Regions from separate parts of the Sus scrofa genome. Here region 2 is linked to region 1. Evidence: chromatin contacts called from public HiChIP or PLAC-seq data. All regions are on one chromosome and are shown on one strand. Each heading gives the region's core, a stretch centred on a gene start, on an enhancer-like site or on the middle of the called end of the contact. The rest is flanking DNA. Distances are from core to core; before and after follow the strand shown.

Region 1 (7,361 bases), core at 1,156-3,655:
AGTTCCCAGACCAGGGACTGAACCTGGGCTGCAGTGGTGAAAGTGCCCAATCCTAATCACTAGACCACCAGGGAACTCCCCTAAAAACCTTTTATATGGAGATATTTAATGACAAAAAAAGGAAAGCCTAATAGAAGATATATACTTTATAGATGACTTCATTAAGAGAAAAATAACATAAGAAGACTGAAAAGGAAATACGAAAAAATGTTAACAGTAACAAAATCTAAGTGGTAAGATTACAGCTAAGATAATTTTTTAAAATTCTATGTACTTCCTGCATTCTACAAGCCTTTTCACCTGAGAGAAGTTGACATTCACTTGTCATATGAGCAAACAACAAAGTTCTTACAAAACCAAAAAGGTTCTAAGCTGCTTCCATAGATCATATTTCTAAACTTCAAATACAGCTGCTAATTATTTGCTAGTGATATGGGTGAAAAAAAAGAAACAAAGTAAAGCCTCAGATTTTCACCTCTGGCTCGCCTATAAGAATTTTCACAACTAAAAACTAATAAAGAAATTTTTACCTAAAAAAAGTTCTATGTTACTAATCTTCTGGGATACAAAGTTGGACAGTCTGATTTTTTAAACCATCAACGTAGATGGCCTTACCCAAAAGCCAACTCAAAGAAGTGATGTTCAGCTCAGTAATTCCAAAATGCAGACACCTAATACAGAGCGCTGGAAGTTCTGATGCATTTTAGTGAAGAGCACCAAGAGAAACACCTTACGTGCAGATGAGCTTATTTTATATACATCTTTCCCTCACTTCTTAAGAGCCTAACATCGAATGAAGCTTTGCACAAAAGGTATTTTGCTTAGCCTGGACGTGGATTTATTTGAATATCCGGAAAGCTGTCAAAATCGATCTCAAACTGCATGACGTTCAAGGCACAGAACGTCAGTTCTGTACTGGGCCTCCTTCTCTCCTTTCTTTCATAAGAGCGCCTTTAACATCTCCTAGCTTACATTTCCGGGCCCATGAGTCACTGAGAAATGAGCTCTAAGTTACCCTTAGAATGCCACTCAAATAGCTCCTCTACGGCATTCAAGGATCTGCCCCCCAACTCTTTGGCCTACCCCCCACTGCCCCCCACGACAAACTGCATTATCTACTATTTCCGACTATGCCTTTTTACCTTTGTCCTCTAGCGTTGCTGCTCCTCCAACACACTGCTCCTCTTCTGCAACCCTCCTCTCTCCCAAATCCCATCTGGCCTTCAAGACCCCACTTTGCACAGCCTCGCCCAGGAAGCCTTCAGATTTCTGCTAGGCGGAAGTGATCGATCGGGCCGGTCTTCTCCGGGTACCCTTCTAGCATTTTGTAGTTCTTTCATAGGACTTATCATCTCCTTCCTGGTATCGTAGTCATTTGTGTACTCGCCTTATCACCCACGCCAGAATGTAAGCTCCTCGGGGGAGGGGACCGCGAGCCGGGGTTCACCTTCGAATCCCTCCGGCGCGGACCGACCAGAGCGCCTGCAGGCAGTCAGCGAGCAGGCTGGTTCAACCGACCTCGGGAACGCTCTGGCCGCACAATTCCTAACCAGAAAACAGTTAGGCATCTTCCCGAAATGCAGACCACAGAGATGCTATCTGCCTCCCGATAACAGGAAGTTTACCAGGGGCCAGGAGCAAGGTGGCCGGATCCCTTGCGCGGCGGGAGTGACAGTTGGCCCGGCCCGCACTCGCCTGCCCTCGGGGCTCCGGCCGCGAACGCCCCCATGCCGCCAGCCCCGCCAAAGAACTGCGGAGGGCTTGCAGGAGAGCGTGGCGCCCCGCAGCCCCGGCTGCAGGCCCCTGGGCGCCGAGCCGGCGAGGACGACGAGGGGGGTAGGCTCCGCGAGGGGCCCGGGCCGGGCGGAGAGGGCAGACCGGGCCGCTCCCGCCGATACCGGGCCGGGGCCGCCTCCACCACCCGAGAAAATGGAGGCAGCCCCGGGCCGGTGACGGGCCGGGCAGGGCAGGCGGAAGCCGGGCGGGCGTCCACGCCGCGAGCTGGGTCGGGCCGGGGGTCACTCACGGAGCTGGGCCGGGCGGCTCCCTCTCAGCCTCCGCGTCGTCGCCGTCCCCGTCCTCGGCCGCCGACGCCTCGGGCTGCTCGCTCGGTCCCCGCGGCGCGGCTCGGCCGCTCGGCCCCTCCGTTGTCTTCCGCCCGCTCCTGCTCCCAGCGACAGGATCCCGCGGCGGCGGCGGCGGCTGCGCGGGCGGACGGCGGCCCAGGGGCTCCCGCGGCGGCCGCCGCACTGCTGCGCTCGCTCGCTCTCTTGGGCTGCGGCTACGGCTCTGCTGCGGGGCCCCGCGCCGCCTTCACCCTCGCTTTCGCCCGGCTCCCGGAGGCTCAGTCTCTCCCAGGCCGCGCCGCTCCCCGCTCCCGGCCCGAGCCCGGCTTTGACGTGCGCACTGCGCAGCCGCCGAGGGCGCGACGTCGGGCGGCGCCGCAACGCCCCCTTCAGCCTCGGGCGCCCCCAGGCGGCTGGGCGGACTCGGGCGTAGGAGTCCGCGCTGAGGCCTGAGGCGGAGGCGGCTGGGGGAAAGCGGAAGCAGAGGGGAAGAGTTCCTCTCCTTTCACCTGCCACTGAAGTGTTGGTGCCCAGCCGCTTCTCTGCCTCAGCGCTCTTGCCAGAGGGATCCTAAATCCACTTTGTGCGACCACTTCCTGAACTCTTAACAAAGCTTCGTTTCGGCTAAAGGCCAGGGACCAAGTTGTGCAGATTGATTCCTTCATACTTGCCAGAGACGGATCACTCTCATTTTAACATCCTCCAAGAGAGCGTAGAAAGTGATAGAATGATCACTCTTAATAGGATTCAAAGCCTGGATTTAAACCTCAACTCCACCATTCAGTCACCATAGGCTATTGCCTGACTCCATTCCTATGTTCTTCCACTCTCTCTCTCTCTCTCACACACACACACACACATGCACAAATATAAGAGTACATACAGTACCATAAGTTTATGAGGATGAACGAGACAATGCATTGCAAAGCTCTGACAACAGACTCTGGTACATGAACATGCCACACGTGTACATTTTTGTTTCTTTAATTTGCAATCGAACAGGTGTTCTTGAGTATCTGCTGTGTGCCAGGCACTCTTCTAGATAGTGGAGCAGTGAACAAAAGAGACCCTGCTCCTGAGACAATAAATAAATAAACAGACATATGTATGACATTAGATGCTTTTCAGTGTTATGGAAATTGGGCTAAGGAGGGGAGAGAGTGCAGGCTATTGCTGTTTACAGCGCTCCTGCTGTGAGATATGTGTATGGAAAGGCAGAGGGAACAGCCAGGACAAAGCCCCTCAGGTGGGATACCTTGCAGCAAAACATGACCCCTGGGAAAGGGGAGTGGATGGAGATGAGGGAAGAGGGGAGACCCTATAGGCTAAAGTGAGGACTTTGGCTTTTACTCTGAATGAGATGGGGAGCTGTTTGGAGGGGTTTGAGCAGAGAAAGGATGTGGTCTAATATTTCAAAAGGATAACTCTGATTGCGGTGTGAAGACCAGCCTGAGCGGCCTGAGGGCTTCAGCCAGGACATCAGTTAGAAGTCTTCTGAAATAATCTGGTGATAAGAAGACTGGCAAGACCCAGGATGAAAGCAGTGGAAGCCTAAAGAAGTGGTCAGGTTCTAGACACATTTAAAAGGTAGAGCTGACCTGATGTTGCTGGTCTCTGAGGGGTTTTTTGGTTTGTTTGTTTTCTCAAGCAACTGGAAGATAAAAATTTGGTGAAATGAAGAAGACTCATACAGAAACAGATACAGGAGTTGCTCAGAAATACACTTGGAGGCATATTAAGCTTAAGCTGCCTGTTAGACACCCAAGTAGGAAGCTCACTGTGGAAGTCTGGGGTTTGGGGGAGAGGTCTGGGCTGGAGATAGAGTTGGGGGAGTCTTCAGAGTAAGTAAGATCTCAGGACTCAATGAGATCATTTAGGGAGAGAGTGTTGATAAAAGACAAGGCAAGGATGAGCCAGGGCCCCCAACATTGAAAAGTCAGGTTGATGACAAGGGACCAGCAAAGGATCCTGAGAGGAGCCAGGGTGGCTGGAGGATCTTTATGTGCTGGAAGACGAGTGATAGAAGATGGATCCATGCCTCCAACAGCAGCTCATAGTTCAAGGAAGGTAAGTACTGGTGATTGGTCATTGGTGTCAGTGCCATAGAGGCAACTAGTGGCCTTGGTAAGAGCTATTTCAGCAGAGGTGAGTGGGAAAGCTTGACCAGAGTAGCCTCTAGGAAGAATGAGGCTGTAGAAAGAGGGACCATGAGTGTAAACAACTTTTCTTGACGCTTTGCTGTAAAGGGGAGCAGAGAAATGGGGTGGTAGCTGGAGGGAAATGTGGAGTCAAAACAGATTTTTTTTTTTTTTTTTGCTTTATTTCAGTTTTTGAGAATGAAGCTGTTAGAGCCACCTTAGTTTGCTGATGGGAGTATTCAGTAGTGAGGGAAAATTTGAGGATGACTAGAGCGGGGGTGGGGGCATGTTCTGAAGAGTTATCTTTGAGGGAGCAAGAAGAGAAGGTTGCAGCGCACAGTGGAGGAGTCTGACCTTGGAGACCAGCAAGGTCAAGTTCACTCACCCTAACAGAAGGCCAGCAGCTGCATGGATGAGGGGCTAGAACAGGTGCAGTTCCCTTTGAGGGCTTCTCTTTGCGCAGGGAAACAGGAAGTGAGGTCATCAGCTCAGAGTGTGGAGGGCGAGGAGAAGGGGTAAGGGCCAGTCAGCAGGGTTAGTCTGTGTTTCTCAGAGGCCACATTCTGCTGGGAAGGTGCAAGCCCAGGACAGTGAGGGCTTGGATTCATCCAGGCTTATTTTTGTTTGATAATCCATGAAGAGAAAAAAGGGAAAGAAAGGAGGATATATACAAGGAAGTAGTAATAACAATGGCCGCCCGTGGCCTCCAAGCCAGATGGGAGAGCGTGAGGGATGGGGGGAGCAGTGGGAGGGCAGAGACCCCGCGAAAGTGGTAGTGGGATCTACGGAATGACACGTGAAAGGACCGTAAAATCAGGACAGTGGGCAGAGTGAGCCGGAAAGGAGGCGATGCTGGTGGGAGAGCCAGATTGCCTCCCCAGAGATCATGCAAGGGGCAGTTTCCAGCAAATGACAAGGCCTGGAGTTTCCATCATGGCGCAGTGGTTAACGAATCCCACTAGGAACCATGGGGTTGCAGGTTCGATCCCTGGCCATGCTCAGTGGGTTGATGATCCGGCGTTGTCGTGAGCTGCGGTGTAGGTCGCAGACGCGGCTCGGATCCCGAGTTGCTGTGGCTCTGGCGTAGGCTGCAGCTACAGCTCCGATTCAGCCCCTAGCCTGGGAACCTCCATATGCCGTGGGAAGCGGCCCTAGAAAAGGCAAAAAGACCAAAAAAAAAAAAAAAAAAAAAAAAGAATGACAAGGCCCATCCCCGTACATAGCCTGAGGGTCGTGTTGAAATGGAGATATTGAGTCTATCGGTCTAAGCCTATGATTCTGCATTTCTAACAGGTGGGCAGGAGGATGCCGATTATTCTGGTTATGACCTTGATATAGCAAACCTCAGTAAATGCGACACACACACGAAAACTAGACTAATCTTGCTAGTGAATAAGTATGTATATGAAAAATCTAAGTTAAAAGTATGAGATGTGAGTGAAATAATAGCATGTTAAAAGTCAAGTTCATTCCATCCAAGGACCATTGATCTCAAACATATTAGAAGCTATTAGAAAAACCATAGCTCTCTAGGCTCAGGGAGAAATCAGCTGATGAAAAGTCCTGAACAAAAACAACAACAAGAAAAGTCCTGAACTAGCTGATTCCTGGAGCTATCTTGCTTCTCTCTAGTAACCCGGGAAGGGAAGCACCCCGCCCTCTTGAGTGAGTAGATTGTGAGTTTTATCTTATTTTGACACTTTGTTCAGTAAGAACTTTACCGCCACAGCTGCCTTTTTTTTTTTTTTTTTTCCTTTTTTCTTTTTAGGGCCACACCCGCAGCATATGGAAGTTTCAGACTAGGGGTTGAATCTGCGCTATAGCCTCAGGTCTACACCACAGTTCACAGCAATGCCAAATCCTTAACCCCCAGAGCAGGGCCAGGGAATCCAACCCTTGTCCTCATGGATACTAGTAGGATCCGTTACGGCTGAGCCACAATGGGAAATCCCTTTGGAAAAAAATTAAAAAAGAGTTCCCACTGTGGCGCAGCAGACATGAATCTGACTAGGAACCATGAGGTTGCAGGTTCGATCCTTGTTCTTGCTCAGTGGGTTAAGGATCTGGCGTTGCCGTGAGCTGAGGTGTGGGTTGCACACGTGGCTCGGATCCTGTGGTGCTTTGGCTGTGGTGTAAGCCAGCAACTGTAACTCCGATTAGACCTCCTAGCCTGCGAACCTCCATGTGCCATGGGTGCAGCCCTAAAAATTAAAAAATAAATAAATAAATAATAAAAAATTAAAAATTAAAAAAAAGGAGAGTTCTTTTTAAATTGTAGTCCCCCAAAGGGCGACTTTATTGTGCTGACCTTCCACAAAAACCAGGCAGGACCCAATTTCTCATAGAATAAAAGACTGCATGGGGGTGGATAATCCCACCTGTAAGGTTTTGATTCCTTTGCTTCAAGGATCAGAACAGGATTGCAGAGTAATCTCTTAACTAGGGTAAATCCACTGTGGCTGAGAATTGTGGCAGTGAGATGGCAGAATTTTCTGGAGAAAGGGTTTGTAACAAATTTTGAAGCCAAAGTAGAAGGAGCAGGGCCCTCTGACACTTGAATTTATACTTGAGAAGACATCTTCTCAGTCCTTCCACTGGACTGCAAGCCCTTTCTATTAATACATTTTCTGCATGTTATATGATATATTCTATAATTTACAGTATATGAGGCATGACCTCTTTCTGGGAAATTCCTCGCCCTCTTCATCTGGAAGCCTTCTTGACAGAGGCCCCTTGCTCTCCTGTGCTGTGTCCACAGACCTCAGGGTCATCCAGCAGGGTCATCATTCTCCTGGAGCCCATGCTGAGCCTATGTCAGTCTTTCCTCACTTTCATTTCCCTTCCTCTCCTCTGCTGAAGCCGAGCCATCAGATGGAGGCACCTCCCTTGCCTGAATCACACCACTCGTGAAAGGACTTTGAAGCCTGACTCACAGCTTCCCTCCCCACCCCACCCCATGCCTGCCTTCTCCTGGGCAACATAAGTGCCACTCATCCCATACATTAGGTCATGGTTCCCTTGCATTCTCTGCTCTGGTGACCTTCACTTCCACTGCGCTCAACAGCCACTTAGCTAGCCCCACCCTGGTCTCTGCAGCCACCACGACTCTTCCTTTGAAGCTTGAACTCTGTAACTCTCCTGTTTAACTGCTCCTCCC
Region 2 (6,886 bases), core at 1,600-4,099, 51 kb before region 1:
CGTGGTGGCGCAGTGGTTAACGAATCCGACTAGGAACCATGAGGTTGCGGGTTCGGTCCCTGCCCTTGCTCAGTGGGTTAAAGATCCGGCGTTGCCGTGAGCTGTGGTGTAGGTCGCAGACGCGGCTCGGATCCCGCATTGCTGTGGCTCTGGCGTAGGCCAGTGGCTACAGCTCCGATTAGACCCCTAGCCTGGGAACCTCCATATGCCGTGAGAGCGGCCCAAGAAATGGCAAAAAGACAAAAAAAAAAAGAAAAAAAAAAGAAAATAAAAAAGCAAAACAAGGAGCTCCCTTGTGGCACAGTGAGTTAAGGACCCAGCATTGCCACCACAGTGGCTCAGATCACTGCTATGGCATGGGTTCAATGCTTGGCCTGGGAACATCCACATGCTGCGGGCATGGGAAAAAAAAAAAAAAAGGCAAAACAAGAATACTAATCATCTATGAAAAAGAATGAAATAATGCCATTTGCAGCAACATGGATGGACGCAGAGATTACCATAGTAAGTAACGTACGTTAGACAAAGACAAATGTCATATATCCCTCATATGTGGACTCTACAAAAATGATCAAATGAATCTATTTACAAAACAGAAACAAAACTTTATTTGTAACTTTATTTACAAAACCTCGGTCAGTTTACTGACTCGTGCTCTGGAAAATATCTGATGGGTAGAAGTGTAGGCCAAAGGATACAGGAACCTGGAGTTAACTGTGGATACTCACCAAATTCTCTCAATCCTCCCTTAAAATCTAGTCTCATATCTTGCTTCTTTCTCCTCCTGACTCTTAAGCTTTCATTGTCATCAGTGTCCTCTTACTAAGTTAATTTTCTTCTGTCACAGCCATCTTTCCAACACTTCGAATCTCACCCCACCTCTGACTTTGAAACATTGCTGGTGGGAATGTAAAATGGTACAGCAACTGGGGAAAGAGGTTGGTGGCTTCTTATAAAACAAAATATGTGCTTACCATATGACCCAAGAATTGCATTCTTGGGCATCTGTCCCAGAGAGAGGAAAACTTATGTTCACCCAAAACCTGTATGAAAATGTTAACAGCAGCTTTATCTGTAATAGCCCAAACCAGAAACTGTCTAGATGTCCTTCAGTAGGTCAATGATTAAACATTCACCCCCTTCACTTACTATGGGACACTCACAGACAATCAAAAGGAATAACTGATACAACTACTGGCATGGATTTCATGGGAATTAAGTGGAGTGGGGAAAAAAAAACCAAACCATCTGAAAAGGTTACATACTACATGATTCTATTTATAAAACATTCTTGAAATAACAAAATTAAGGACTGGGAAGACAGATTAGTGGCTGGCAGCAAGGGTTAGGGATGGGGAGAGGAGATGGGTGTGGCCATAAAGGAATAGCAAGGGGAGGGCCTTGTGGTTATGGGAACAGTTATGTATCTTGATTGAGGCAGTGGCTATGCATGTGATAAAACTGCACAGAGCTACACACAAATATTCACAAAACTGTAAAATTGGTGAAATGTGAATAAGGCCTGTGGACTATACCAACATCAATTTCCTGGTGTTGCTAGTGTATATGGTTAAGTGAGAAGTTACCACTGGGGGAAGCTGGAGAAGGGGTACACCGCATCCCTCTATACAACTTCCTATGAATTAAAGTTGTTTCAAAATAAAGATGTAAAACAAAGCAGACCAACAACAAAAACAACAGATTTCTTCAGCTCCCTCAGTCTATCTTTAGCAAGGCCCTTTTCAACCTACCACAATCCACATCTCTAGCTTCACCTCCGCCCATTTTCCTCTGGTCACCCTAAACCTGTCACTGTTTTCTAGACACGCCATCCTTTAAGCTGTTTCACATTCTGTTCCCCTCTCTTGCTCTCTGCCTGCCAAACACCTTTAAACCAGTTCAAATGTCACCTAATGCTATCTCGTACCTGCCTCTGACAGAGGTGATAACTGCTTTATCTTCTCGTTTCCCACAGGATCCACTCAGAGCCGCAAGTATCTCTACACTATGTTCTATTATCCCGCACAATCCATTTCCTCTACTAGCTTATAAACGCCTCAGAAAAAGGGGCAAAATTTGATCCATGTGCCCATCTATGTGCTCACACGTGAGGGCACTAAAATGTCTGTGGATTCAATCCAGTTGGGAATCTTTTGCAAAACAGGACAATGGAAGTGATGACAGTAATTACTTGCGCTGTCATCTTTTACAAAATCTGTCCTGTAACCACAGTGAGTATGGAACTCGGCATAAGGAAACATAACTCAGATGGGGATCACTGTTTAAAAAGTCATCTTTTTAGAAACAAATTTGAAATGATCTATTGAGCAGGTCAAGTTTATTATAATTTACATTTAACTAGTTACTACTATTAAGAAAGGCCTCAAAGAACCCCAGATTTTTTTTGAGGGGGAGGGGCTTAAATCATTTCTTATCCTGTCTTATATTTTTTCTTTTTTTGAGTTTCTTTATACCGACTCTTTAGCAATCATTTAAAAAATCATTTTAAACACGTGTCCTCTAAATATATACCAATCTATATTTACTGCCTTAAGTACCCACTCATTCTCAGAAAGGGATTTACTGGATCACCTCTGCAAAAAGGAAGTTCTTAAAGTAAATTCAGATAAAGGATGTGAGATGGAATCTAAAAGTAAAAAGAAATATTGCTAGTGTCAAACACTTAATGAGACCAATTCTATTATCATATGAATTTCTAAATTAAAAAAAATCCTACACACATATGTGCCTCTTTACTAAAAGAAAATGTCTGAGTTTACGAAGCTGAGAGATCATGGACTAAGAAAAACCTATTAATAACCCTCTGGTGTCAAAGATTACTCGAAACAACTTTAGTAACCATGAGTCACTGTTAAATGGCTATGCTATGAAAAGGCTACTCCCTTCCCCCCTCTTAAACATGCCAGCAAACTTATTCCTCTCCTGAAATGAGTGAATATAGCTATTCAAGACTGTGAACACATGTATTCACAGTGATGAAGGGACCAAGTATAAGCTGAGCAAGGCAGCTATACCGTCTTTATATAGCACGGAGTGGGCAGCGAGTGTGTAAACAATCATTATGCATGCCAGATCTGTGTGGCTGTTAGCAATGAAAGAACAAATTCCACTCCACCCCCCTCCCATGCCCCAGGTACCTAAAAATAAGGATGGTAAGATAAGCCATTTCTTGCAAAAGGTGTAAGGAAAGTAGTTCTCAAATCCTCTTTAAAAGGTATGGCATAGTTCCTAAGGGGGTAATTCATTCGTATTACAGACGATTCTCAATACCTATAGAATTGCCACAGACAATTCTTAATATGGCAACTGTGTAACATACAGAACAAGCAAAAACACCAACACACCACAAAGACGGAAATAAACATTCAAATGCTGTATTTATCATTTTGTCTCTTAGATCACAAGAAATGAATGAGAAAATAGCCATGTACATATGAATAAAGCAGAAACTGACAAAATTCTACCATGGGTTTGGAATTGTTAGGAGTGAATACCATCTGACTTTACTGTAACGGGTGTCCTAGGAAACAACAGCTTTCTTCATGTGAATCATGAGGACAAGAAACTATTCTACCTCAGTGAGATGGTGGCCTCTTCTCTACAAAGGTACCTTGCAAAACACAGTGTTGTATTACTCTAACGATGGGTTGGTCACACAAAGCTGGAATTCCTTCTATAAGATCTAAGTGGGAGCTCCCATGTGGCTGAGCAGGTTAAAGATCTGGTGTTGTCACTGCAGTGGCTCAAGTCACTATGGTGGCTTGGGTTCAACCCCTGGCCTGGGACCTTCTGCATGCTGCAGGTGTGGCCAAAGAAATAAAGAGAAAGAGACTTCAGTGGTCCCTTGGCCTGCACCAATACATATCCAGAGACAGGCAATGTCTAAGGAAGCCAACTTCCACTTATCATTTTTCCTAATATCAAGATGAAATTGGACTCCCTGTTTTAGCTCCTCTCACAGGTCTTCATTCCATCTGCTGTCACTCTCTGGACCATGCCCTTCTCTAATATGAGATGATCCCCTAAAAACATTTTACTAAGCGCTCTAGGCTTCAAATTTTCTTTCACTACTTTACACCCCCAGTTCATTCAACTATTTCTCACGGCAGAGCTTTGAATTTCTGTGTCAACCTGGTCACTCTCCTCTCAACATCCTCAAGTATGGACCTCTCTACACAGAGCAGAAGATAACCACTTTGAATTGAAGCAGTGTTTTTCTATTATTGCAAGGTAGGCTTTCAGTAGTCTTTTGGGGGTCTTCATTACATGACCTATTTATTCTCAGGGCAAATAGCTGTGGTTTCTAAGCCTCCTATATCTCGGTTGGCAGGTAGATAGTCTTCTAACTCTCTTCATTGAGTTATAATTAACATACAGCAAAGCACACATATTTAAAATGTACAAGCTGGTAACTCTGTGGACTTATGACAGAGCTCTGAAACCCTCAAGACAGTGAACACATCCACCACCACACCACCACGACTCCTCGGTAGAGCCCTGACACCCCAAGCCCAGTCTAACCCTCCACAAACAAGCCTGTCAAGCCCAAAGCAACCCCTGATCTGCATTCTGTCCTGATGGCAATTCAGAGTTTTGTATTAACAGAATCATGCATTACGTATTCTTTACAGTCTGGCTTCTTTCACTCAACACAATTATTGTGAGATTCTTTCATGCTGTGTATAGCAATAGTTCATTCCTTTTTATTGCTGAGTAAGTATTCCATTCTATGGATGTATCACAACTGTTTTATTCACACACCTGGGCTATTTCCTGTTTGGGATATTACCAATAAAGTTGCTATGAACACTTACGTACAAGTCTTTGTATGGACATAGATTCCTTGTTCTCTCGGGTAAATACCCAGGAGTGAAATAGCTAGATGTTAAGTTTAGCTTGTTAAGGCAACAGCCCAACTGTTTTCCAAAGTGGTTGTATTATTTTATATTTCCACCAGCAGTTCCAGTTGCTCTGCATCGTCATCAACATTCGGTATAGCCAGTATTTTCAATTTTAGGGATTCTGACAGGTGTGCAGCAGTATCTCACCATAGCTTTATTTTGTAATTTCCTAAGACTATCATCTTTTCAAGTGCTTTTCTGAAATTTGTGTATCTTCTTGTCTAAGTGTATATATATATTTATCCATTTTTTACTGGATTGTTTGTTTTCTTATTACATTTTGAGAGTTCTTTATGTATTCTGGATGAAATCTTTATCAAATATAGGCTTTGGAAATACGTTTTGCAAAGATGCTTTGGCTTACCTTTTCATTCTTTCAACAGTGTCTTTTGAAGAGCTGAAGGTCTTAATGTTGATAAATTCCAATTTATTATTTTCTTTTATAGAATATGTTTTCGGTGTCATATCTAAGAAATCTTTGACTAGCTCAAGGTCACAAAGATTTTCTCTTGCTTTCCTCTAAAACTTTATAGTTTTAGGTTTTACATTTAGTTGTGTGATCCATTTGGGATTAAATTTTTGTATATTTTGCACATGGTATGGATAGCACATGGGGCTATCCAACTGTTTCAGCACCATTGTTGAAACTATCATTCTTTCTCCACTGAACTGCATTTGCACCTTCAGCAAAAATTTTCCATACGTGTATAAGTTTATTTCTCAAGTCTCTACTCTGTTTCATTAATCTATTTGTCTGTCTTTATGTTGATATCACACTGGTTTGATTACTGCGGCTTTATAACTCTTGAAGACAGATGATGTGAACCCTCCAACTTTTTGTTCCACATTGTTTTATTCTAGGTCTTTTGCATTTCCACACAAATTTTCGAACTAGCTTTACAATTTCTACTAAACTGCCTACCGGATTGTAATGAAGCTATAAATCATTTGGGGAGAACTGACATTTAACAATATTGAGTCTCCAACTCATGAACAAGGTGTATCTTCTCTCACTTAGGTCTTTCATTTGACAGTGTTTCTAAGTATTTCATATTTTTAAATGCAATTCCAAACGATATTTTTAAATTTCAAATTTGTTTTTTTATTGATACTATACAGAAATACAATTGCTCTTTGTATCTGATGTAACCTACAACCTCGCTAAACTCATATATTAGCTCTATTAACACCTCTCCCCCGCTTTATTTTTGGTCTTTTTAGGGCAGCACCCATGGCATACGGAAGTTCCCAGGCTAGGGGTCGAATCAGAGCTGCAGCAGCTGGCCAATGCCACATCTGAGCTGTGTCTGTGACCTATGTCACAGCTCACAGCAACACTGGATCCTTAACCCACTGAGTGAGGCCAGGGATCGAACCCACATCCTCATGGATACTAGTCAGATTCTTAACCCACTGAGTGATGACGGGAACTCCCTCTATTCGCTTTTATGTAGATTTCTTCAGCTTTTCCAAGTAGATGATCAGGTCATCCACAAATAAAGACAGTTGATTCTTTTCTCCATGCCTTTTATTCCTTTTTCTTGCCTGACTGCACAAGCTACAATGTCCAAGTACAAAGCTGAACAGAAGAAGTAAAAGTGGACATCCTTGCCTTATTCTTGATCTTGGAGATATGAGTCAGTCTTTCACCATCATGTATAATGCTACCTGCCCTTCACTAAGGTATCTTCTATTCTACTTTGCAGAATTTTTATCAGGAATGCTAAAATTTGGTTTAGAATTCTTATATCCATGCTTATGAGGGATTAGTCTACAGCTTTCGTCTATGTTTTTGATTTGGGTATCAGAATAGCCCTGGACTCACAGAATGAGTTAAGAACTACTCCTTCCAACTGACAGAAAACTGCAAATCAACTATAATAAATTTTTTTAAAAAAGAACTACCCCTTCCTCTTTAATTTTCTGGAAAAATTTGTGTAGAAATTGTGTTATGTACTGTCCTT

The links. HiChIP or PLAC-seq counts read pairs in DNA pulled down with a chosen protein or histone mark.
Region 2: an H3K27ac HiChIP or PLAC-seq map of skeletal muscle shows a contact between it and region 1. The contact joins the enhancer-like site here to the promoter of CAB39 in region 1. A contact is called at or near these places in 2 of 5 promoter capture datasets (fetal liver and liver), 11 of 47 Hi-C or Micro-C datasets (alveolar macrophages, blood, fetal skeletal muscle and 4 more) and 2 of 2 datasets of contacts at active chromatin or transcription factors (alveolar macrophages and skeletal muscle).

What each region holds. Positions count from the first base shown.
Region 1 is chr15:131,487,619-131,494,979 of Sscrofa11.1, reverse strand. It overlaps CAB39 (calcium-binding protein 39), which reads right to left and starts at 2,405. Exons shown (of 9, transcript XM_021075733.1): 1 at 2,027-2,405.
Region 2 is chr15:131,539,099-131,545,984 of Sscrofa11.1, reverse strand. All of the region lies in intron 2 of CAB39 (calcium-binding protein 39), which reads right to left. Among named protein-coding and RNA genes, the nearest start is that of CAB39, 50 kb to the right of the region's middle. Within about 2 kb of position 2,849, at least 14 of the 83 cell types and tissues checked have an H3K27ac peak or open chromatin away from gene starts, as enhancers often do. A contact at or near this core is called in alveolar macrophages, fetal skeletal muscle and skeletal muscle, where this site is marked.